Regions from separate parts of the Zea mays genome. Here region 1 is linked to region 2. A link is a contact called in public Hi-C data. All regions are on one chromosome and are shown on one strand. Each heading gives the region's core, a stretch centred on a gene start, on an enhancer-like site or on the middle of the called end of the contact. The rest is flanking DNA. Distances are from core to core; before and after follow the strand shown. Region 1 holds the start of LOC100284024 (serine/threonine-protein kinase RIO1). Region 2 holds the start of LOC103628886 (serine/threonine-protein kinase).

Region 1 (5,773 bases), core at 684-3,183, 60 kb after region 2:
CTCTGCTAAAAATACATAGCCTATAACCATAAATTATCCATAAATTATAAAAAGGTGCGAATTTAAAATGTTTTTGTGCGTCACTACAATACCAAAATTGCTACAATCCTACTGCGGCCGAGCTCGAGGTACGACGGCGTCCAAAATAGCCCAAATACATTTCCCAAGTTGGGTTCGATAGCCGTAGTTCCTAGGCCGCAACTGTGGCCCGAAAGAAATAAGGACACTAGAGTCCTCGAAGCAAGGGTTTCCCTGCCCCTCCCTGGCCTTCCTCTGGTCTCGTCCGTTCTCCTTCTCTACCGCCGCCACAACTCGCTCGCCCCATCTAATCTAAGTTCTTAAAACCTGACCCCTTTTGGACGCCTCTCCGCGCTTCATGGGTCATTTGCCTATCGTGAGCCGACGCGCGTCAGATTCCTTGCTCCGGCCTCGCGCGTCATCGACCGCACGCCGCGTCTGATTCTCTTCTCTGTCTCACGTGGTGGGACCCAACGACATGGGCGAACTGCTTACGGCTTCTCGTTTTTTGCACTCTCTCTCACGCGGCCACCGTTATCTCCATTCTCCTCCTTTCGCACCCCTTTCTAAAAATCCCAAACCCTAAACGACAGTGATTCCTCCTCCTCCAACCCCCGCGGTGGCGACTTGGGTGGAGGTGCCATCCGATTCTTGTGGACGCCCTGGCATCGTCTCGCACCTGGCGGATGGCGCGGGCGACAGGATCACAACACCACCACGACCTCCTACATCGTCGAGGTTACCGGCGCGCGCATCATCCTGCTCATCTACGACGGACCCCAAGTCCGCCTTCTCGAGGTGCACGTCTTTCGCACGCTCGCCTCCATTGATTTCTATCCTCTCCTCTTTTCCCTGTCCGCGTCTTGGACTCCTGGATAGGCAATGCGTCGTCGAGTTCTTGCAGGAGGGACATTAGCTTCTTCGATGTGTTCGCAAGTACGACGCACATATTCATACATGTTTTGCCGCTGACCGCGAGGAAGCCCAGGCCGAGGCCGCTGTCGCGGCGAGGGGGCTGGGCCGGCGGAAGGTCGGGCCGCGGCCGATCCGACGGCAAGACAGCGGCAGCGGCCACCGGGGGAGGCGGAGAGGCGGACGACGGGGACGGTGACGGCGAGGTGGTGGGACTGCAGGGGGACGGCGAAGGAGAAGCCGCGGCGGCGGCGGCGCGCCTCCCGCGCTTGGAGGACGGGGAGGGCTGCTTTCTTGAGGCGGCCATGGTTCTTGACGACGAGGGAGGTGGGGAAGCCGATCTGGATGGGGAGGGGCCCGGCGCGGGAGGGGCGGAGCACGGCGAGGAGGCGGCCGACGCGGCCAGAGGGGCGGTCCTTCGGCGGGCTGGGCATCGGTGGTCGCGCCCGTCGCCGGCGGGCATAGGATTTAGTGCAGTGGCCGCGCTTGCGCACATGCAGTGCAGTGCAGTGTGCAGGCATACACCAACTCCCTCCCCCTGCAGCACAACAACGAGAAGGTCCTACCTAATGCTGGGAATTGAGCAGGATTTAGGATAGAAACAAAAAACTTCTGGCTCATATATTGAACCATATAAAATCAAAATATTACAATCACATAAAATCCATAACTTACTAAATTAAAGATATTAAACAATTCTAACATCATTTGACCACATAAACTCTAAATATCACAACAATATAAAGTCGATAGATTACTAAATTAAAAAAATTAAACAATATAGGTTTTATTGGTCGTGCTGGTCCCAGCCCGATGTATCTATTATGGTCTTAAATAGATGTATTATACCAGCAAATAGAAATCCATTTAGCGTAGGCAGCCCATAAATCAGCCCAACAGCATAGGCAGCCCATCAAAATTAGGTTACCCTCCCCACGCCTCCCACACACACACACTCCCATTCGCTCCCATCCGCCAGGACACTCTTCTCCCCGGCGCAGTCAGGACACTCTTCTCCCCGGCGCAGTCAGGACACTCTTCTTCTCACCGCCGCCAGCACTGCTCTGGGCGCGCGCCGCCTACCCTCCCCTCTTCCCTCCCTCACCTCTCGTCCTCGAAGCAAGGGTTTCCCTGCCCCAGGCTGCCTCTCGTCCGTTCTCCTTCTCTACCGCCGCCACAACTCGCCCGCCGCCCCGCCCTCACCGCCGGCAACGTGACACGACAAGCCCACCCCTTTATTCCTGCAGCTATACTCCGATGGCCCTCGTGAAGTCCGACGCTGAGGAGGAGTGGTCCGACTCTGACTTCGATGATGCCTCCGACTCCGAGGTCGCCGAAGCTCTGGACTGGCTCGACGCCGTGGAGGGCCCTGACGGCTCAGCTCGCCCCCACGTCGCCTTCTCGGCCTCCGGAGGCGGGGCTGCGGCGCGGAGGCCTAACGCACACGGCGGCGTGCTGTCTCGCCCGCTCCAGCCGCTGTCTAACCGGACCCAGAAGCTGGCCTCGCACATTAGTGCTACTCCCTTGGAGGTATTCAACTTTTACATCCGGACTTAGGGCCTATTTTAGCTGTAGAGATTTCAAACACCCCAGATAATACTCTAACTAATTGTTAGTTAACTCACAGCTAGCAATTAGCTCATTAGCTAGCTTAAACCAGCTAACAATTTGTTAGCTGGCTAACTATTAGCTCTAGCTGTTCCAAACAAGGTCTTAGTAGATGGGTTTGCTGAAATATGGTGGCAATCCTGTGGTGTCCGTGACATGGACGCGATGACCTATATAACAATCAGTGGCGAACCTAGGTTTTTTATATAGGGTGTGCTTACAAATCTATATAATGTGCATATAATTTCATATACCCTGCAACATGCAGCACTACATGGCCAAAGCAGTGAAGCTAGATACATTTTATCAGCGAAATAAGTCAAAGTCTAGTCGAGATAAAAAAAACAAATTCAAAAGTATGGTCCAAGTAATGTGAATACATCAGGCATTGCAACCACCACCAGATACATGTCTGAACTCTAAGGATTAAGGAGACAATATCCAACTAGTCAGATCAAGGCGTCGAGCAGACATCTAGGCGTTTGGGGGCACACCGTGTAGTGCCCGTACTGCTGAGAGCAGACATGAAGGCGTCAAGCACGCTGTGCAGGCAGGATGCCGATGTGGGTGCTGACGACCGGGCAGTTGGCGCTTGGGGGCTCGGGTGGCTTGCTCCGTCGACGAGAAGCCAGCGTAGGGTAAGGGATGTCAGGGTCTAGAGGTGGGTCCCTGTTGGAGGTGGGTGGCTTAGGGTGTGCCAGGGCCCACCTGGACCACCCTGTGGGTCTGCCCCTTTAACAGTTCCAAGTTTAGATTCTATGTATGTACTGTATCAGTTTGGAACATGTCTAAAAGGATAGGACACTTATGGTAAACACAATTAAAGCGCTTTAACTCTTGGGAGATTTGCGAATTGAATGAATGCAAATTTGAGAGTTCATGTGGTTTCTGTTGAATGTTTCTTGTCCGGAATGATCCAGGAGTGGGAAGGTAGGATGAACGTTGCGATGTCAAATTCCGTCACAACTGCAATCAGGGATAGCATAAGGGACACAGCTATTGGGAAAATAAGGAACACTGAGAAGGCTGATCGTGCTACAGTGGAACAGGTATGTAAAATGTTCTCAGTTGGCTGTAAAATGTTCTCAGTTGGGTTGTGGTGTTTTTTTACTTGTGCTGTGCTTTCTGGAATCGAAGTTGTTGTCATGCACTTGCACAATCCTGTTGAACCATTCCACCCTTTTAAACCTAGCTAACTTTCCTGTTAAGTGCCCGTCTGCTGCTTGGTTCCTGTTTTGCTTATGCAACAATGAAAGGAATCAAAATTTATTGCATAACTTGGATTTATGATGTACATGATGAATTTGTTTTGGCTCATTTAATCTCATGTAGTCATGTTCTATCTTTGCTGGCAGCATTTCCAAAACCCGAAACCACTTTAGGCCTTGTTTGACACTTTGGGATTCTTTCCCAGGTTGATTCCCCCCCCCCCCCCCCCCCCCCCCCCCCCCCCCCCCCCCCCCCCCACATGGATTGGGTGATTCCAAGCCTTTCACCCAATCCCTTGTGGGATTAAATCCCAAAACCCAATCAACCAATGTTTGTTCGTTTATGCCAGATGGATTATATCCCAAAACCCAAACAACTATGTTTGTTTGTTTATTCCATGTGGATCAAATCCCAAACTTAAATACCAACAAAAGCCAATAAAAGCAACAAAATTTAAGCTATATATATATATATATTAAAAAAATAAGCATGTCATAGGCTCAGTATAAGCTATATTTTGTCCAGAAATTTAAGCATGCCATACAAGTCTTGCAACAACCTTCCTTCAGTTCTATTACATGCTGAGCCCAAACATGGAGAAATGCAACATATATATATAGCTCATACTGGCACATGCAGAGTCAGACCGCTGTGCAGGGCTGTCTCTATATGACCAATATTTCTTGTCTGCAAAGTTTAAATAAGGAATCAAAAGCAGAAATGAACAGATAAAAAATTGAAATTTATGCAGAAAGAAAAACAGCAGGGAACCCATATCAATTAATAAACAGCAGGTCCTCAAAATATGCAAGCGCTTGTTGCTGTTGCTACACTTTTCTTGAGTGAGCACAAATGGAGGCTGATTAACAGCAACAACAAAGAACTGACCAGCTGCAGGGAACCAAGTACAGCTACTCCCAGCCATGGGATTCAGTGTCTCTCTCAAGCAATACAAATGTAGTGCCCCCATTGCATTCATCACCATGCATGTGCACTCACGCTATGCCTGCTTGGAACTAAAAACCATATACATACACACTATATACACGTCAAGCACAGCTAGCTTCACACATTTCGCAAGCACCCAGATCGACGCATGACTAGCAACAAACTAGTACAAGGTATGAAATCGTAGATTATACTTACCTTAGAGCTTATCCATCTTCCGTCTTAATCATAGGAGGGCAGTTTCTGGCTCATCAACACTAAAACTGATAAAGGTCTCTATGTTGTTTGGTATGTCAAACACCTCATCTGCTTTTATCTTCTCATCTGTTGTCACGTTTATAGATCTAAGGACAGAAATGCATCTCTTGATGGAGAAGTCATTACATTGACCAGATTCTATTCCTTTAGCCATCTGTGTAACCTCATCCTCAACTTGTTTTGCTTTCAGACCTAGATATCTCCCAACAAGTCCTTCCAAAGAATCCTTCTTCATCCTCTTTGGTTCCTTATCTTGATTGATTGTTGATGCAGCAGGCCTTCTTGCTGTTATATGTACCCTCTGTTCAGTCCTTTCAATTATAGGATCTTCATCTCGTTCCAATCTTGAATCTTCTTGTGGTTCTTGTTCAATAAGACCTCCCTCGTCCATTCTTGTGGTGTTTACTTGTTCTTCTTCGTTTGAAGCTGTGTTCATTCTTGTCATCTTGTGGCAACTGAGTAGATGTTATGTTCTAGGTCCCTTGAGCAATGTGCCCATCATATAGTTCCCCAAGAGCATCAAAGAGAGGGAAAGACTTCTTTTGAAATTTCTTGGTCCTAGAAAATGTCTAAATAAAACATTGTAGAAAAAGGAATAAAACCAACATGACCTTTTCTTAAGAAAAAGGAATATGGTTCTAAAAGTGATGTAGTCATTTCTATATAACCATCAAAACTTCATAATATATCAAAGAACACAAAGTAGTATAAAGACCACAAAGACAATATACTCTACTATATTGTCTGTGCTGTCCTGTCATTGTTTTTACCTAGTAACGCTTAAATACACATTACATATCATTTTCTACCTCGCCGAATT
Region 2 (5,832 bases), core at 114-2,613:
CAATCTAGAGTTTAGACATCACTACATCGACAAGCACTGATCCATGAACTATGATCCATTCATTCATCCATCAGAAAAGACATAAGTACTTCGGGACCGATAGAAGAAATGGAGTTTTCTCACCTTCCTTGGTCACCATCTGAGTTCGTTGGCGCCTGATAATCCATGGTCGTCACCGTTGTCTAGGCAGGGCGTAGCATATGACTGGTTATTTTAGGGTTTTGTTTTTTACTAGTTTGCTAGTTGCCTTGTTGGGCCAGGACCTGGGGCCTGATGCGCTGTCGTGCTGGGCTTGGTGGCCAGCTCGGCCTCAACTCATTCATACAAACACGACAGGTGTACACGTAGGAAATACCCATGGGTAATCGGGTTCGGATTATTGCTTACCAAACCCATACCCGTTTACCCAATGGGTGGAGATTTTGTCCCATATCTATACCCATGGGTACAATTTTCGTCTCATACCCGTACCTTAATAGGGGAATTCCCCATGGGTTGGCGAGTATCGGGTCCCCATTGACATCTCTAGCTGGGCCTGGGCATGGCACCATGGCGGGCAAGAGCCAAGGGCCGATGTGCCGAGAGCGGCGATAGAGTTCCTCGTGAGTCGTGACCCCGGGAGGGACGGGGACCGGACGCGGGCTCGGCGGCTCAGCGCAAACGCCACGACGTCCTTCCTACTGGAGTGGTCCGGCCCTACGCTGGTAGTCGCTGTCTCAGATTCGTGGGACGTGACTCGTGAGCAGGATCGGACGTCGCTCGTTGGTAGTATTCACTCAAAAAAGAATCCCAACGTTTTCTAAATAAAACCACTCAAAAGAGCACCTCAATGCCACCAACCTTGACTGCCAAATCAATACAGTATTTACATACAAGAGTATTAGATACAAATCGAGAAGAATCAGAGGGAAACAGGCTGGGGATAGCAGGATGAATAGAGAGAGAGAGATAGCAAGAACAGCAGTACACGGAGGCAGAGGAGGAAGACAAGGCGGAGTTCTGTTTCATTCCCTGCCCGCCCTGTGCAGGTGCAGGTGCTGCCAAAGGCCCTCTTAAAACCAGCCCATAAATCCAGCCTTGAGGCCCATGCTCATGACATTCCTCCTCTCTTGAACTTCGGCTTCACCCCAACAAGTCGATATCCGAAACATCAAATCAAACCCGTCGTGCTAAATTTGTACCTGTCGTTGTCATTTGAACCAGGTTGATCAAGCAGAATTACTGAGAATTTGAGACACGGAGAAACTGCTCCACGGCAAGCTATCCTTGATTGCATTTTCCGCGGGCTCCTGTTTCTGGTCAGGGAAATGAAGGCCCACTTGTAAATCATGGGAAGGCCCACATTTCTAACTGCCCTAGATATATATGCTTGAACTGGGCTGCACTAAAGCCCAGTGCTGCTTTATAGGCGGGTTTTCTTCATTTAGGATAAAGTACTCGTCCCATTGGCCGGCGCGAGAAGAACTCGATAGGTAAATGGGCATTAGTTGCCCTATATCGTATATAGTTTATTTTTATAACAAAGCCAATATAAGTTTTAGTGGCTAAAGGCGAGGTCTCTGCTTTTAGACACTATGGTTCAATCCTAGTGTTCAAGTCCTTCGTTAACTTTCACTGCCGATTCTTTTTTTTTTCACCGCTAATTATCGTACCCATGTCTTTGCAGTTGCCAAAAACGTTTCTAAAAAAAATCTGCGAAACAACTCGCAACTTATTCTCGGAATCCCGGCTATGCGGAGCAGGATTACCGAGGAAATGAATCAACAAACAAATCAATTTGGCCGGCTTACAGGTTGCTGACACTGAAACTTTTTTCGTGGGGGAACAAATACACACTGACACAATGCAAGCGCATGCGCCTAGGCTCCCCTGTCCGTGATCTGCTCAGGCGAGGAGGAGCTCCTTTGCCCGGCCACGGAGCTCACGTGCCGTGAGCCGGTCGTCCGCAGCTCGCCCTTGGCATGCGCGGCCGACGCGAGGCACTTCTTCCTGGCAACGGCCGCCGTCGCCGTCGCCGCCGCCTCGTCGCTGCCATCGGGCTCGGGCGGGACCGTGTACACGAAGGGCCCCGCGGGGACGTCGCCGCACACGGCGAGCAGCGGCTCGAGCGCGTCGACGGCGGCGCGCATGGTGGGGCGGGACTTGGGCACGCTGTGCAGGCAGCGGTAGGCGACCGTGGCGGCCTCGCGCGCGGCCCTGGCGGAGTACTGGCCGTCGAGGCTGGGGTCCATGACCCGGTGCAGCCGCTCCGGGTGGCGCAGGTGCGGGCGCGCCCAGTCCACCAGGTGCTGCTCCCGCCCGCGCCGCCGCCTGTCCACGCTGCGCCTCCCCGACAGCAGCTCCAGGAGCACCACTCCGAAGCTGTACACGTCGCTCTTCGACGTCAGGTGCCCTGCAGTGCATGCGTGGTCAGCCTCTGGTCGTGATTAATGCTACTGTTAATTACCAGCACGTGCTTGCATTACATGTACGCAGGTATATATGTGTCTGTGACGTGACGTGACGTACCGGTGAGAATGTACTCCGGCGCGGCGTAGCCGTGTGTCCCCATGACACGGGTGGTGACGTGGGTGTCGTCGCCCTGTGGGCCTTCCTTGGCCAGGCCAAAGTCTGAGAGCTTTGCCGTGTAATCCTGTGTCATGCACAGAAAAGGAACACGTCATTCAGTCTACACATATCGTTTAAATATTTGCTTCGACCGTTATATATCCTAGGCTAGCTAGATAAGGGTACGATGCGTGCTGCTACCCTGATTGGCTGATTATTCCGTGTCAAAGTTTTATTATCCGATCCATACCACCAGGCGCATTCTACTAGCACGGATCGAACGGCTCTCTGTACGAGATGCCATTTTTGAGGTTGTTCTCAATGAAGTCAGAACTGAGAAGAGTGTTAGGTTAATCGAGTATATACAACGGCGGCTGCTATAGTTCGAAGCTCGTCAAGCCTACGACAAGGCAACAACCAGCTTGGTTCCGTCCGGTTACCTGCTCAAATAAAATAATGACGGCGACATTATTGTTGCCACACATTCGGTAGGAGAAGTAAACGACGAATCGGAGAAGGACACCCCTAGCTAGTAGTTTGCATTGTTGCCACACATTCGGTAGAAGAAGAATCCATGCATGCATGACCATGAGCATGAGCATGAGGAGGCAGGCACTCACGGAGTCGAGCAGGACGTTGGAGGCTTTGAAGTCGCGGTAGATGACGGGCGTGTCGGCCTCGTGCAGGAACGCCAGGCCCTTGGCGGCGCCCACCGCGATCTTCAGCCGCGTGCGCCACGGCAGGGTCGACAGCAGATCTGCATGCACGCGCGGCGCGTGGATCCATCAGTCCCCGCAGTGCACGTACGTACTAGCTAAGAACATACACCGTATATATATTTGCTACTAGCTTACTCTTGAAGAGGTGGTGCTCGAGGCTGCCTCTGTCCATGTACTCGTACACCAGCATCCTCTGCTCGTCCTCGCAGCCGTACCCGATGAGCTTCACCAGATGCGGGTGCTTCAGCATCCCCAGGTACACCACCTCGGCCTGCATCCATCCATCCATCCATCGTTAGCATTAAGCACGCACGCATGCTAGCCACAGCACAGTGCACGCGCGCGTCCGTACGTACCAGCCACTCGCGGTGGCCCTGCTGCCCGTCGGCGTCGAGGAACTTGACGGCGACGTGCTGCGGCTCCAGCTCCCCGGGCCGGAGCCGCTCGTCGAGGAAGCCCCGGTAGACAGGGCCGAACCCGCCCTCCCCGATGAGCTGGCTGCCGGAGACGCCCCGCGTGGCGGCCCGGAGCTCCGCCTGCGTGAAGGCGTGCAGGCCCGACGAGGCCAGCGTCCGCGACAGCTCGCCCAGCGACAGCGACCGCAGCCGCGCCGTCGCGCTCCGCATCCGCCGCACCGCCTTCTTCTTCCCCAGCCTCCTCGCCTGCTGCTGCTGCTGCTCGTCTCCGCTCTCGGCCGGCGCCGCCGGCTCCGACCACCCCACCAGGCAACGGAACAGCATCCTCATTGCGCTACTTGTATGCACTAGTAAGCCTCTCGGTTCGGTCGCCTATATTGTATCTTTCGGTTCTTTCCCCGCGTCCGCGATGGAGTGCTATTTGTTGGAACTGAAACACGACGGTCGGCGATGAACACGAACTGTGGCAGCGCGACGACAGAGCGCGATCAGCGGAGCCGACGGACGAACGCTGAGACAGAGGTATTTTTGGGCTGCAACTCACGCGCAGTTTTCTGATGCATTAACAGAGTCTTATTACACAGAGTGATCCGACTTCCCCGCCACTCCCCGCAGCTGCACGAAGCCCCTCATTTTCGGTGGCCCGTGCGACATGCACGGCATACAGGTGGTGGCGGCGAATACCCGAACGACGCGGTCACGACGCAGACTGTGCAGTCTCCAGCTCGCCGTGATCTACGCTAAAACAAATATGCCATGCAGTAACACACGCGACAGACTAATGCATCTACGTGCAACTAATGCAAGTACTGCTGACGCACTACAAGATTACAGCAACATTTGGCTTCGTCAGTATATCTGCTAACTGATTTTCAGAGCTGACATGCTTCACATCCAGAACACCATTTCCCACACATTCTCTGATGTAATGATACCTGGTATCTATGTGCTTGCTTCTTTCGTGATAGACTGGATTCTTGCTTAGTTCTTGAGCCGATTTATTGTCAATGAGGAGACAAAAACGCTTCACATCAGTGCACATAAGGTCCCCCAATAGCCTGCTCAACCACACCCCCTGACAGGCTGCTGAAGCTGCTGCTATATATTCAGATTCGCAAGATGACAGTGACACCACTCTTTGCTTCTGTGAACACCACGTGATGACATTGTTGCCCAAGAAAAATACAATCCCACTTGTGCTCTTTCTTCTCTCAAGATCACCTGCATGGTCACTGTCTGAGTAGCCAACTAATGCTGCATCTGCTCCCTTTGAATATTTGCAGCCATATTGGATGGTTCCTGCAACAAACCTGATAATTCGCTTGATGGCTGTCCAGTGCTCAGCATTTGGTGTTTCCATAAATCTACTCACCATTCCTACTGAGAAGGCAAGATCAGGTCTTGTGTTAACCAAGTACCTCAAACTACCAACAAGACTTCTGTATTTTGTTGCATCTAGAATCAGCTCAGGCTTCCCAGGTAACAATTTTAGGTGCTGCTCCATTGGTGTATCCACAGGATTACAACCCTGCATACCACAATTCTCCAGTATCTTTTCAGCATATGCACTCTGACAGATAGTGATCTCCCCTGGTTTCTGCTTTACTTGTAAGCCTAGGTAGTAACTCAATAGGCCTAGATCACACATATTGAACCTTTTCATCATCTGTTGCTTGAAGACAGCTATCTCATTGCTGTTTGGCCCACAAATGATGAGATCATCAACATATACACCAACTAGAAGTAAGGTTACACCTGTTCCTCGTTTGTAAACAGCATGTTCCTCCACACTCCTTCTGAAACCCAGCCTTGTCAACTCCTCATCAAGTTTTGCATTCCAGGCTCGAGGAGCCTGTTTCAATCCATACAAGGCCTTCTTCAGTTTTAACACCTTTCTTTTGGCTGCAGGACACACAAAGCCTGGTGGTTGAAGTACATAAACTTCTTCTTTGAGATCTCCATTCAGGAATGCAGACTTCACATCCATGTGATGCACTTCCCACTCCCCTTCAGCTGCTATGGCCAACAGTATTCTCACTGTCTCTAGCCTTGCCACAGGGGCAAAAACCTCATCATAATCCACCCCCTGGATTTGAGCATATCCTTTAGCTACCAATCTGGCCTTGTGCTTAACAATATTCCCAGTTGGA

Evidence for each region. A called contact is a pair of places that touch in the nucleus more often than the background predicts.
Region 1: a Hi-C map of leaf shows a contact between it and region 2, with 4 times the contacts expected there. The contact joins the promoter of LOC100284024 here to the enhancer-like site in region 2. A contact is called at or near these places in 5 of 25 Hi-C or Micro-C datasets (ear, leaf, leaf mesophyll and 1 more).

Annotation. Positions count from the first base shown.
Region 1 is chr5:220,184,236-220,190,008 of Zm-B73-REFERENCE-NAM-5.0, forward strand. It overlaps LOC100284024 (serine/threonine-protein kinase RIO1), which reads left to right and starts at 1,934. Exons shown (of 12, transcript NM_001156922.1): 1 at 1,934-2,460; 2 at 3,459-3,587. The coding sequence starts at 2,188. It also overlaps the pseudogene LOC118472122.
Region 2 is chr5:220,124,573-220,130,404 of Zm-B73-REFERENCE-NAM-5.0, forward strand. It overlaps LOC103628886 (serine/threonine-protein kinase), which reads right to left and starts at 4,012. Exons shown (of 5, transcript XM_008649009.2): 1 at 3,623-4,012; 2 at 3,402-3,537; 3 at 3,168-3,304; 4 at 2,509-2,632; 5 at 1,860-2,392. The coding sequence starts at 4,012. The coding sequence ends at 1,860. Within about 2 kb of position 1,364, at least 18 of the 20 cell types and tissues checked have an H3K27ac peak or open chromatin away from gene starts, as enhancers often do. A contact at or near this core is called in ear, leaf, leaf mesophyll and 1 more, where this site is marked.